Linked DNA regions of Oryza sativa: region 2 is linked to region 1. A link is a contact called in public HiCAR-type data. All regions are on one chromosome and are shown on one strand. Each heading gives the region's core, a stretch centred on a gene start, on an enhancer-like site or on the middle of the called end of the contact. The rest is flanking DNA. Distances are from core to core; before and after follow the strand shown.

What was found. HiCAR-type assays count read pairs that join an accessible place to other places.
Region 2: a HiCAR-type map of leaf shows a contact between it and region 1, with 2.3 times the contacts expected there. The contact joins the promoter of LOC4327702 here to the promoter of LOC4326367 in region 1. A contact is called at or near these places in 1 of 15 Hi-C or Micro-C datasets (an unstated tissue) and 1 of 4 datasets of contacts at active chromatin or transcription factors (leaf).

What each region holds. Positions count from the first base shown.
Region 1 is chr1:7,746,253-7,751,794 of ASM3414082v1, reverse strand. It overlaps LOC4326367 (receptor-like protein kinase HSL1), which reads right to left and starts at 1,281. Exons shown (of 2, transcript XM_015763222.3): 1 at 1-1,281. The coding sequence starts at 1,123.
Region 2 is chr1:7,893,607-7,899,531 of ASM3414082v1, reverse strand. It overlaps LOC4327702 (kinesin-like protein KIN-14A), which reads right to left and starts at 2,116. Exons shown (of 19, transcript NM_001409242.1): 1 at 1,905-2,116; 2 at 973-1,259; 3 at 637-892; 4 at 411-493; 5 at 261-314. The coding sequence starts at 1,974. It overlaps LOC4327701 (GDSL esterase/lipase At4g10955), which reads left to right and starts at 5,326. Exons shown (of 2, transcript XM_015774671.3): 1 at 5,326-5,669. The coding sequence starts at 5,554.

The DNA of each region.
Region 1 (5,542 bases), core at 32-2,531:
TCTCGCCGGAGATGGAGTTGTCGGACATGTCCACGCACACCAGAGGGCTGTTCTTGCCGAGGTCGGCCGGCAGCGTGCCGTTCAGCCGGTTGGCGAACAGCCGCAGCTCGACGAGCGACGCCGCCTTCGCCACCGACTCCGGCACGGGCCCCGTCAGCGAGTTGGCGTACAGGTGCACGCTCTCCAGCTTCGGCGCCTCGAAGAAGTCATCCGGGATGGCGCCGTTGAGCCTGTTCATGGCGAGGTCCACGCCCTGGAGCTCCGCGAGCTTGCCGAACCCCACGGGAATCGGCCCAGTGAGCGAGTTGTTGTACAGCTCGATCTGCACGACGCTCGTCAGCCGCGTAATCTCCGGCGGTATCGAGCCGGTGAGCGCGTTCGTCGACAAGTCGAGGTCCGTGAGGTTGCCGAGCCTGCCGAGAGACGCCGGGATGGCGCCGATGAGGTTGCAGCCGGCGAGCCAGAGCACGCGCAGAGCGGAGAGGTTGCCGAGCTCGGCGGGCACGGGCCCCGCCACGAACGGGTTGTAGGACAGGTTGAGCTCCCGGAGCGTGGACACGCCGCCGAGGAACGGCGGGACCTCGCCGCCGAGCAGGTTGTAGACGAGGGAGAGCGACTCGAGCTTCTTGAACCGGCCGAACGACTCCGGTATCGGGCCGGAGAAGTTGTTGCTGTCGAGCTTGAGGTACACGAGCTCCGGGAGGGCCGCGAGCGCGTCGGGGAGCGGGCCGACGAGCGCGTTCATCGACAGGTCGAGCCGCCGGAGCGCCTTGCACGGCGCGACGGCGTCGGAGCTCAGGTTGGGGCCGATGTAGTTGTAGCTCAGGTCGATGCTCGCGACGCGCGGGAGGCGGCACAACGCCGCCGGGAACGACCCGGTGAGGTTGAGGCCCGCGAGGGAGATCCCCGTCACGGCGCCGCCGCCGACGCCGGCGTCGCAGGAGACGCCCGTCCAGCTGCAGGGCGTGGCGTCGCGCGCGTTCCAGTCCGCCAGCGCGCCATCCGGGGCGGCGAGCGCGCGCCTCGCGTCGAGCAGGGACAGCCCGTCCTGGTTCACCGCCACCCCGACATTGACGACGACGAGCACCAGCAAGAGGGAGAGGAGGAGTGAGCCAGACCCCATGGTTAACTTCTCGACGCGGTTTCCGGCGGCAGCAAGACGGGGGTTCAGACGAGGTGCGGCGGTGGCGAGGCCGTGGAGGCCGGCATTGGCGGCGGCGATGGGAGGAGAGGCTGAGTTGGTGGGTGCTCTTATGGAGAGGAGAAGCAGCGGAAGCAAGTGGGAGAGTAGAGTAGCTGATGAGCTGAGTAGAGAGTGGGAGTGGATGGGTCGAAACAATTTTTTTTTTTACTTTTTACGAGAAGAATAGATTAATGGGATCGGTGAAACATGGGGGAGACCAAGGTTTGACCTGTTGTGTTGGGGCTCTGGTTGCGGTACGGCTGCTTTTGGCTGTGTGTTGAGCCACTGGGTTGTGGGCCCGGTTGCTTCTGTAGCGATCAAACCGCCGCGGATTCAAGTCACTCAACCGTGGAGGATGATCGTACTGTAGTACTGAATTGTCGCGGAAGTTTTTGAACAAGTTTACCTCTTGACTTTTACGTTTAGGAAACATAATTTTGTGCTATGGTTTTCCTTCACGTTTACATTTTACAAACTAGTATTTTTTAATTACACAAAATATGTGCATGTACATAAAACATATCGTTTCTAACCTTACATGTTGTTGTGTCATCCAACATTGTGCCCGCATACAAACAATAGCGTAGCATGATGACGTGGCATACTGTAACACTACATCTAGTAAAGTATGTGTGATATGAGGCTCGGTTTATCAAATAATGATAAGGGCGCTAACGAAATTATATTTCTTTGATAATTTCGAATGTTGTCATTGTACATATTGGATCTCTAGTGATTATAGCAAACCGATAGGTTACATTAAAATTTACACTTCTCTAAAATTTACTCTTGTATAAAAATATTCCTCTCCAAAAAAAGAGAATAATCAAATGGCTCAAATATGAAGAGGTCTAGTAATATTTACAAACTTCGCTACCGATCAAGATCAAAGTTACAAGTGGGAGTGAGAATCAGCACAAGTGATTATCCATGCATGCTATCAATTTGCACGTCAGTATCCAAAAGAAACATTATCTTCTACCCATTTCCAGAATTAACAGAAAACGACAATATGTGCAGTAACAACGACTACCCTCTGCATAATTGCATCAAAAAAGAAAGAAAAAACCGGTAACTGTACAGTGCACACACATATTCGCATGTGCAGAGGAGGGTTTGCGTGGGCGGCCGGATGGAAAGGAAAGGTATGTTTTGAGGAGGAGGAGGCCTGCACTGCACTGCACTGCATCTGCATGCGCATGCGGCTAGCGAGGCTGGTCCATCTCCATCCTATCCATGCGTTGATGCGTACCACCTCGACGGAACGGAATTAATCCTCGGTCGATTTCAATGGGAGCGTGCTGCTGCAAGGTGGCTTCGGAATCAGGGCATCACGTACCCAAACGCCCCAACCCAACCCAACCGTTTGGGCGCTTGCTTGCTTGGTCGGTCGGTTGGTCCCGGTGGGTTTGTTTCCTCTCGATCGCTTCTCTCCGGGCATCGGCGTTGTACTTTGTACGGTGGTCGGACACGGCGGGTGTACGGACAGTTGGCGCTGTACTAGTACAGTACTTGTATAGAACTATAGTATGGCAACCGAACATGCCGGGTACGATAGTTCCAATTTGTTGTCGACGAGGTAAAAGTATCATGTTAGGAACGGTTACTAATACGGTTGTGGTGATTGTCACTTATAAGTTACTGCAGAAATCAAAAATTGTTTCGAGATTCCATCTTTATACTTTTATTTGTAGTAGTCCGATTTTTTTCCATGGAAAATAAAAAGAGATAAATGAGCAGTAAAATTCAAAATGGTGGCTCAAACAATTACTAGTATTCTATCCGTCCAAAAAAAAAAAAAGAAACTAGATGTGACATATCTAATCCTATATTGGTTTTTTTTTACGGAGGGATTAGGGCAGAATGCTATACATGTCAGCTGGAGTATCAGCTATGTACAGCCATACACATCACTATATTTCAACATGTCAGCTATCTGCTACTAGTATGTACAGCCATACACATCACCTTTTGCATTACCACAGTCTATGGATTCTAACATCTGTCTTCATCTCCTGGGCGGCTGAATAATTGACATCCTGTACAATCAAATTGCCTCCTTCCTTGTTGCCTCTTGATTTTTTTTTAATTTTACTAGAAGAAAATACCCGTGCATTGCACAGGTGAAGGCTATTTTAATCTTATCATTATTATATGGTTTAGATAAGATGAAATTCACTGTTAAATTCGCTTGGATATATATTTTGATAGAAAATCATGAGCTGCAATTAGGAGTTCGATCGTCTCAAGTTAGGATGCGAGATTTTTTAAAGCGATTTTCTATACAATTCCTTTTGTATTTTCAAAAGCGAACAAACTTAAAAACCAACTCAAGTACGGATATGTATTTTCAAAAACGAATGAACTTAAAAACCGACTCAAATACGGATATGTATTTCCAAAAACGAACGAACTTAAAACCAACTCATACATTGATAACGTACCAAAATACCAGCAAAAAACATCTTCAATTTTTATAATAGTAGATACTAATAGATATTTCTGAAAAATGAACATTTTGCCACTGCCACGCCAGCCACGGTGGCGTGACAAAGTTATTTGGCCACGACAGGCGGGCTGGCGTGGCCAAAAGTTTCAGACTTAAAAATATTTTTTGGAAAGATCTATTAATAAAACTAAAAAAAATAAAAAAATTATTGCCTCTTCCCGCCATGCTTTCTAACATCATCCGTTTGTTGGAGGTGTACCCTTCTCTCTCTCTCTCTCTCTCTGCGCCAGCCACAGGATTATTAATCCCCTAATCCTAATTATAACCAGAATATTCGGCAATAATATAGTGACAGAGCAGGGTGTTAACTGAAAACACGGCACTAAATCACATAATTCCATTCGCAATCCCATAATCCACATGGCCGGCCGGTAGATACATATGTACACAGTATGATATATGTCTGCGTATATTCCGATCACATGGGGTGTGTATGGCACGGTGCCACGGTCGGTAGCACAGCAGAAGTTGGGAACCAATTGGCAGATTGGATGAATGTGCAGGTGATGATTTGGGAGAATATTTGTCACTGTACAACTAGGATTGTGTCGCACATAACACATGGATTTTCGCCGAAGGTACGCGTGTACGTACATGAAGTTTTTTCCCCCCCTTCCCAGCAGGTGGTAATTAATTAGAAAATCAGTGGTAATTAAGCACGTGAACATCCGAGAACTAACAACTTAAAACGATCCTTTAAGGGTATTTTTTTTCTTTTTCACATTTTTGTGCCTTCTTTTAAAAGAACAAATGGTTATTTCCAAATCTGATTTTTCTTTTTGCCATATATCAGGAACAATAACTATATGGTTGCAGCTCCTATTGAAGCAAAGGGCAGATTTTATCATTACGTAAAAAAAGCACGATAACGATACCAATACCGTGGCAGTGTTTGTTGTACAAAACAAATATGTTGCGGCAAGCTTTCAGCTATGGTGCCGAGAGCCATTTTGAAGAAAAAAACTAAACAACATTTTTTTCCTTACTATTTTGAAATGCGTTTTTGGAAATATTTTTAAAAAATTTATTGTATGTATTTTTTTATTGATTCTCCAGGTAAATTTAACTTGTACAGTGGGTTACTTGTTACTCGTTGTTTGCTAGTAGCAGAGAGAATCATCATGTATTGGCTTAATCAGCTATTCGAAAAGACAATACCGGAGGAACTAGCAACCTAGCAGTGCCAGAACAGGTTTTTATGTTGCTGCTGGTGGGTGGGTGGACGGTCAGCTTCGTGGAGGTGTCATTTGAATTCCACATGCATCGGTTGGGTTGGAAGCAATTAGCTTAGCAAAGCAAATATTCATCTAGCATATATCCATTTATGCTAACCACCGGCAACTAACTATATAAATATACCTCCAAATCGATCACCAATGTGACATCCGTACATTCCTATCATGGCCGTTACTTGACCTGATAGATACGCATCGAATTATTATCTCTTTCTTATGCTCTTTATTTTGTTCCTTTGAGAAATGTGTAATATTACAGTGAAATTCTTCAAATTCATTAGGAGTAATTTGGCTGTTTTAATTTCATACGAGCATTCTTAAAAGGTCCTAATCCGAGCTTGGACAAGCTGTAGCTATTAACTAAGCAAAAAATATCATGTAATTGATATAACCAATTTACTAACCAGATCATTAATAATTTGGGTTGTGTGACGTGTGTCCTCTTTGTAGGTTTCTGTTTGGGAAGGCATGCAGCTGGAGCCGTTGATTCAGGATGGGGAGACGGGCTAGTGCGATCGCCGCTTGTCCCTCGCCGTAAAGGCGCAGATCACGCATGGATTAGCATCCAGCTTTATTAAAAACGCAAAGTCTCAAACTGGTGGTACTAAACTAGCT
Region 2 (5,925 bases), core at 867-3,366, 150 kb before region 1:
AGCTTCATCGTTGCAATCATTGTGTAGCATTACCATTTTTGCGGGTGGATAGCTATAACTTGTATTTCTCAAATATCCTATGTTATCATCATATACCAATATTCCATGTTTCAATAGGTCAAATTATTTGACTCACATAACAGTGGAGATAAATGCTGCCAATAGGATAACTTATACATGTTGAAAAACAGTCTAAGCAAAACGAAACCATGGATGAAGTAGTGTTTTAAACATAAAAAGTAGATGGCATTACAGTGTACCTGTTCCTTTTCCAGTTGACGTGATAAAATAGTTCCAACCAACTTATATGGATCCTGGAATAGTGATCAAAACATGTCAAAAACATGGATCATGATTTAAACAGTACAATACATGTAACTGGAATCCTCATATCATTTTTTACTAATAACCTTTTTCAGAGAATCATTGTCCAAATTTTCTTTACAACTTATCATGCAGTCCAAAATAACCTTCTGAAGTCTTTCCATTGCCTCTGAAAATGCACAATAGATAGCTGGTTACATTGTTGATGATGATATCAATGCAAAGAAGTTATTATGTACATGTAAAAAAAAGCAGGCAATAAAAGTTATACATAAACTGTATCATGTGTTCCAAGAGAAATGCATCACAAACCTTGACAATTAGGACCCACATTTTGATTTGGTTGTCTCTCGGTATCAGTCTCTACCAAATCTAGACGTTTTGGGGTGGAAGAAGATCCGGAACAAACATATTCAGACTGAACATGACTTGCAGAACGTGTTGCAAGAGGTGATTTCAAGTGCTTGAGGTGCCCATAACTTCCTCCCCGTTGCCTCCACTCATGATAAGACTTCAAGGAAATGACACAATCGACAATCTTGCCTACTGACCCAGCATCAATATTGTCCTGCAGAAGCAACACAATTTTCTGGGTGATTACACATCCCACCATCAGGATTAAATTGCTAAGCATAGTTAAGTAGCAACCTTTTCCAAATCAGAGGCCTCAAAGCATGGAAGCTTCAGCTCTTGAACAGCAACCAAGAAGTTCCGGATGTTCTCAAAATACTGGAAAGCCGTCGATGGCTGGCTATCACAGGAGGCATTAGCCACGACCTTTGGCACAGCGCCTGGTTGTATTTTGTTAATTGCCTTGCATAGGACAATGCCATTCCTTACAGCGGCAACAAATTCTTGCTCCGATGGGCACCGGGAGAGGCCGAAGGGCCCTATCACGCTCTCAAGCCAGGTTGCAGCCTGGTGCCGTCTCAATGCTTGCAGAAATCAAAGAAACTACAATCAGCCAACGAATTTAACGAAAACTAAACCAGCCAGCATTAGAACAGCAAAGAAATTTTGCGTGCTACATTCTATTAACATTATTTACAGTACTATATTATTCTGGAGACAAGGATGGGATCCATGTGGCTATTGCTTATAGAAATTTATCTACGGATCATTGGGATTGAAACAGCACGAGACAGCTTGGAGAATCACTGAGAACTAGCTCTCTAAACGCATTCCTTGCAGAAACCACGGTCCAAGCAGAAGAACTAGCTCTCATAATAGCAAGACTATCGCGATTTAATCAATAGAAGCAAAAGCTATGCATCATATCGCGTAAGATTGATTCGGGGCCTCCGCATAGAAGCGCCCAAAAACGATCACGAAGTGGAACCCCAGCGCGAGATTCTCGCAAGCACTCCACCTAAGTTAGCAGAAATGCCCCCACCAAAAAAAGACCAAGAGCTTTTGCCCCCCCACAAACCCGCCTAAACTCTAAACCCCAAGCAGCAGAGCAACCCGCAAGCAAGCAAGCAAACCATGGAACCCTCGACGAGAACGCCATGAGAGCGATCGATCCACCGATCGAAGAACCCCCTCGATCGGTATCGGGCCCGTGGGAGAAGAGATCTTACCAGCCTCCTCCGCCTTCCGCGACGCGAGGCGGCCGTCGCGGAACGACACCCTCCGCGGCTCCGCCGCCATGCCTCCCCCTCTCCCGCGCTCTCAACCCCCGCCCTCGTTCGCCACGAGCCGCCGCCGCGGCGCCCTCGCGACGCCCTGGGGCTTCTGGAAGCTTCGATTGGGAGGAGGAGGAGAGGGAAGCGAGACGGGGAAGGGGATTGGTTTGAATTCGAAATGTGGGGTGGGTAGTGGGGTGGGCCCGGTCTCCGAGGCGGTCCGAGATCTCGACACGGATCGGACGGACACGCTCGCCCCGCTGGGTGGGTGGTCGGTGCGCGTGCGGTGCGGCGCGGCGGGTGGGGAGCTCGAGGCTCACGCTTACACGTGGGGCCCGCGGGTGGTGGGGCCCAGTTGTCATCGGCTGCTGCACGAAGCAGGGCCGACAGCGTCAGGTGCTCCGTCGCGACTGCATAGGCACGGCTTAACAGCTCTATATACCGACCGACGGCCGACGAGACGGCAGCTCCGCAACGATTGAACACTGTTGCTTTGCTTTGCTTTTGATTTGGGATATTAGGAGAAACGAGAATGCTAGGGGACGGGATACCGTCCCCCAACAGGATAGCTCCTATCCACACGTGATTTTTATCCATACACTCACTTGTCGCCGTCGTCGTCCCCCGCCGCTGCCGCGCCCGTCCCCCGTCGCCGCCGCTGCCGCCGCGCCCATCCCCCGTCGACGCCGCCGCTACGCCCATCCCCCACTGCCGCCGTTGTTGTCCCCCGCCGCCGCCGCCGCCACGCCCATCCCCCACCGCCGTCGCGCCCGTCCCCCGCTACCGCTGCCGTCGCCGTCCTCGTCTACAAGGGACGGCTGTTGGGGGCGACCGCGCGTGTCGGGGTGCTCCTCCCCCAACGGGATGTCCAACCATATTTAGTAGGAATCACCTGATACCTGGTAGGTATCATCCGATACCTCGCAAGTATCACGTGATACATGATAGAAATCGTCTGATACCTCGCGAGTATCATGTGATACGTGGTAGAAATCGTCTGATACATGACAGGTATCGCATGATACCTCGTGAGTATCACGCGATACGTGGTTGAAATCATCTGATACCTGACAGGTTTCACATGATACCTCGCGAGTATCACGCGATACGTGGTAGAAAATCGCATGATACCTGATAAGTATCACATGATACTTGTAGGTATCACTTGAAACGTGTGTAGAATCGTCTGATATCTGATAGGTATCACACCTGATACCTACTCGGGATCATCCTGTTGTGTAGAATCGTCTGATACCTGATAGGTATCACACCTGTCGAGGAGAGATCCTCAATAGCGGGGAATCGTGAGACCCCCCATTTGTGAGTTCGGCCTGGGGCGGAGGCTCATCTCTTGGAAATCACTCGCTCGTCCCTAGGATTACCGGCAAGCTTGCACGCAGTCGGATTATACAGGTTCGGGCCGCTATGGAGCGTAACACCCTACTCCTGTGTTTGGGATTATGGATGTGTTTTACAAAGATTTCTTCACTCTAGAAAGCGCACTCGCTTCCTCTCTTCTGGAGTTCAGGTTTTCTCGGCGTCCCCCCCGTCTCAGTGGGCAGGGTCCTCCTTTTATAGCTCAAGGGGATACCACATGCGCCGCCTCTACCTACCCTCTCTCGGAGGGGGATCCCACTCCACTTTTCCTGGGCTTTAAATCGTGCCTTCTCCCGGAAGCTAAGCAACAACCGGTTCTCGAGTGGAACCAGGTGCCGGCCCCCGCCTGACACGGTGGACAGCCCTGTCATTCCCTCATAAATGAACGATGACCTGTGACAGCCCTTCCTCGAGTGACGCTCGGACGTGACGGGTCATACCCACCCCCACTCCGCCGGGTACAAGAGCGACGTGAGGACATGATTGCCCTATCCGTCGGATGTGACGGTGTCAGGCCGGTCACAGATCGGTCACATCCGTTGGACAGAGGTTAGCTAGGCGCGCCGCACGTCTGCCCTTACCGCATTAAATGCGGTGAGGGACAGTTGGGGCATCGCACATTTATGGCTGTTCAGCCTGTGCTCTCGCTCTCTCCCTCCGCCGCGTGGCAGCCGGGTGAAGGCCTCGGGGCGAAGCCGCGGGATAGCCCGAGGGGGTGACGCCATGCCCCGCGCCCCCCCCCCCCCCCCCCCGGCGCTTTCACGACTCGCGTGACGCACGAATGGGGCTAACTTGCAGAGTCACGTGGCCGGAGGGAAAGTAATTCCCCTCTACTTCACACACATACCCCCGGGTCCATATCTCCGACAACACCTGATACTTACTCGGGATCATCCCGTTCGAAAAACGGGATACCGTTATATTGCAGCCCCCTAGGAGAAATTGTTTCTACTGAATATCACGCCCTCCATCCCAAATAAGTGTAGTTTTGGGTTTTCATGTTCAACGTTTGATCGTCCGCCTTATTTAAAAAAAATGACTAGTATTTTTATTATTATTAGATGATAAAATATAAATAGTAATTTATGAGTGACTATTTTTTTTAAAATTTTCAAATAAGACGGATGGCCAAACGTTGGATATGTGTTCCTAATAACTTAAAAAGGTAATGCTGAAAAGTAAACTACGATAACAAAAAAAATCAACTCTAAAATTAAGTTTTTAAAATTTAAATTTTCGCTAGCTATGGCTGAAAAGATTAAAAGCACGTAGAGCTCTAAATTTTGGGCTAATTTGGTTTGAGATCTAAATTGACCTTACCAATATTTGGCAATTTCAATAGTGTTTAGTGTTTATTTAGTTTGGAGCCAAATTTTGATATGCCAAATTTTGATCGCCCACCTGCACCCGCTCGATGGCGGCGACGTCTAGCGGTGACTTCTGGAGTTAAGACAAGGCCAGCATCCAACTGGAGGGGAACGAGAGAGGTGGCTGGACTGTATTTTCCCATCTATCAGCCACTTGTTCTTTCTCTCCGTGACAAATACTTATTTAGTCAACTGAGTTTGACTTGTTTTGGGACATCGATTTTCGGCCTGACACATAGTAGCCGGCTTCTACAATGTATTTGGTTCGGTTTTTTCTGCCCGCGTCGGTTTTTGTCTCACACCGGAGCATCCTATTAGAATATTGCACTGAACATATTAAAATATATATACACCATACTCGGCATAAGAAACCGAAAAAAAAAACAACACAATATTCGTGCCCATATTAAAATTTGCTAATCAAATTCTCGAACTTACGTCTTCTGCCTTTAAATAAGTGACCTAGTAACACCTAATGAAAAGGTTATTTCTGTTAGATTCCGTTTGTTTCCTAGCTACAGATGACCACCACCAACAGGCAACAGCAGCAGCGTGGCGCCTTGACCGTTTGACCTCGCAACCGAACACGCAAAAGTACAGTAAAAAAACGACCTGGCGAGGCCGTTGCGTGCATCAGCGCGCGCGAGATTTCCCACCCGCCGCCGCGTTGGCGCCCCGTATATTCTTCCCCGCCCGCACGGGCCACGGATCCATCCACCCCCTTCCTTCTCTCCGACGTTGACGAGCGCCTCCTCGATCGGCGGCACCGGCGCGCCGCCCCCCTCTCCCGCCTTCCCTTTCCTTCTCCGCTAATCAACCGGTGGTGCGAGAGCGAGAGCGACGGGCGGAGGGGATCGACGATGGGGAGCAACGGCGGCGGCGGAGGTGGCGGGAAGCAGGTGCTGTGGGAGTTCCACGCGACGGGGCCCCGCAACATCTCCAACCCCAGCTGGAGGGACCTCATCCGCTCGAGCTGGTTGGTGGTTCGCGACCCATCCCTTCTCCCTCCCTCCTCCTTCCGCTGTTGGATCGTCCATGAACATGCACATGTGCTCCCATTCTTGGTCACTCGCGTACGGTTTTTGTTTACATCATTACTACATGTCTGAGATGTTTGGAGTGTTAAGGCCATTCCCAACCCAAAACACTAGACATAGTTTCCATAAACTCTACGTCATCGAGAAATTAGTACTAGACACTAATCTTCCAATGCAAACACCACTATTCCATAT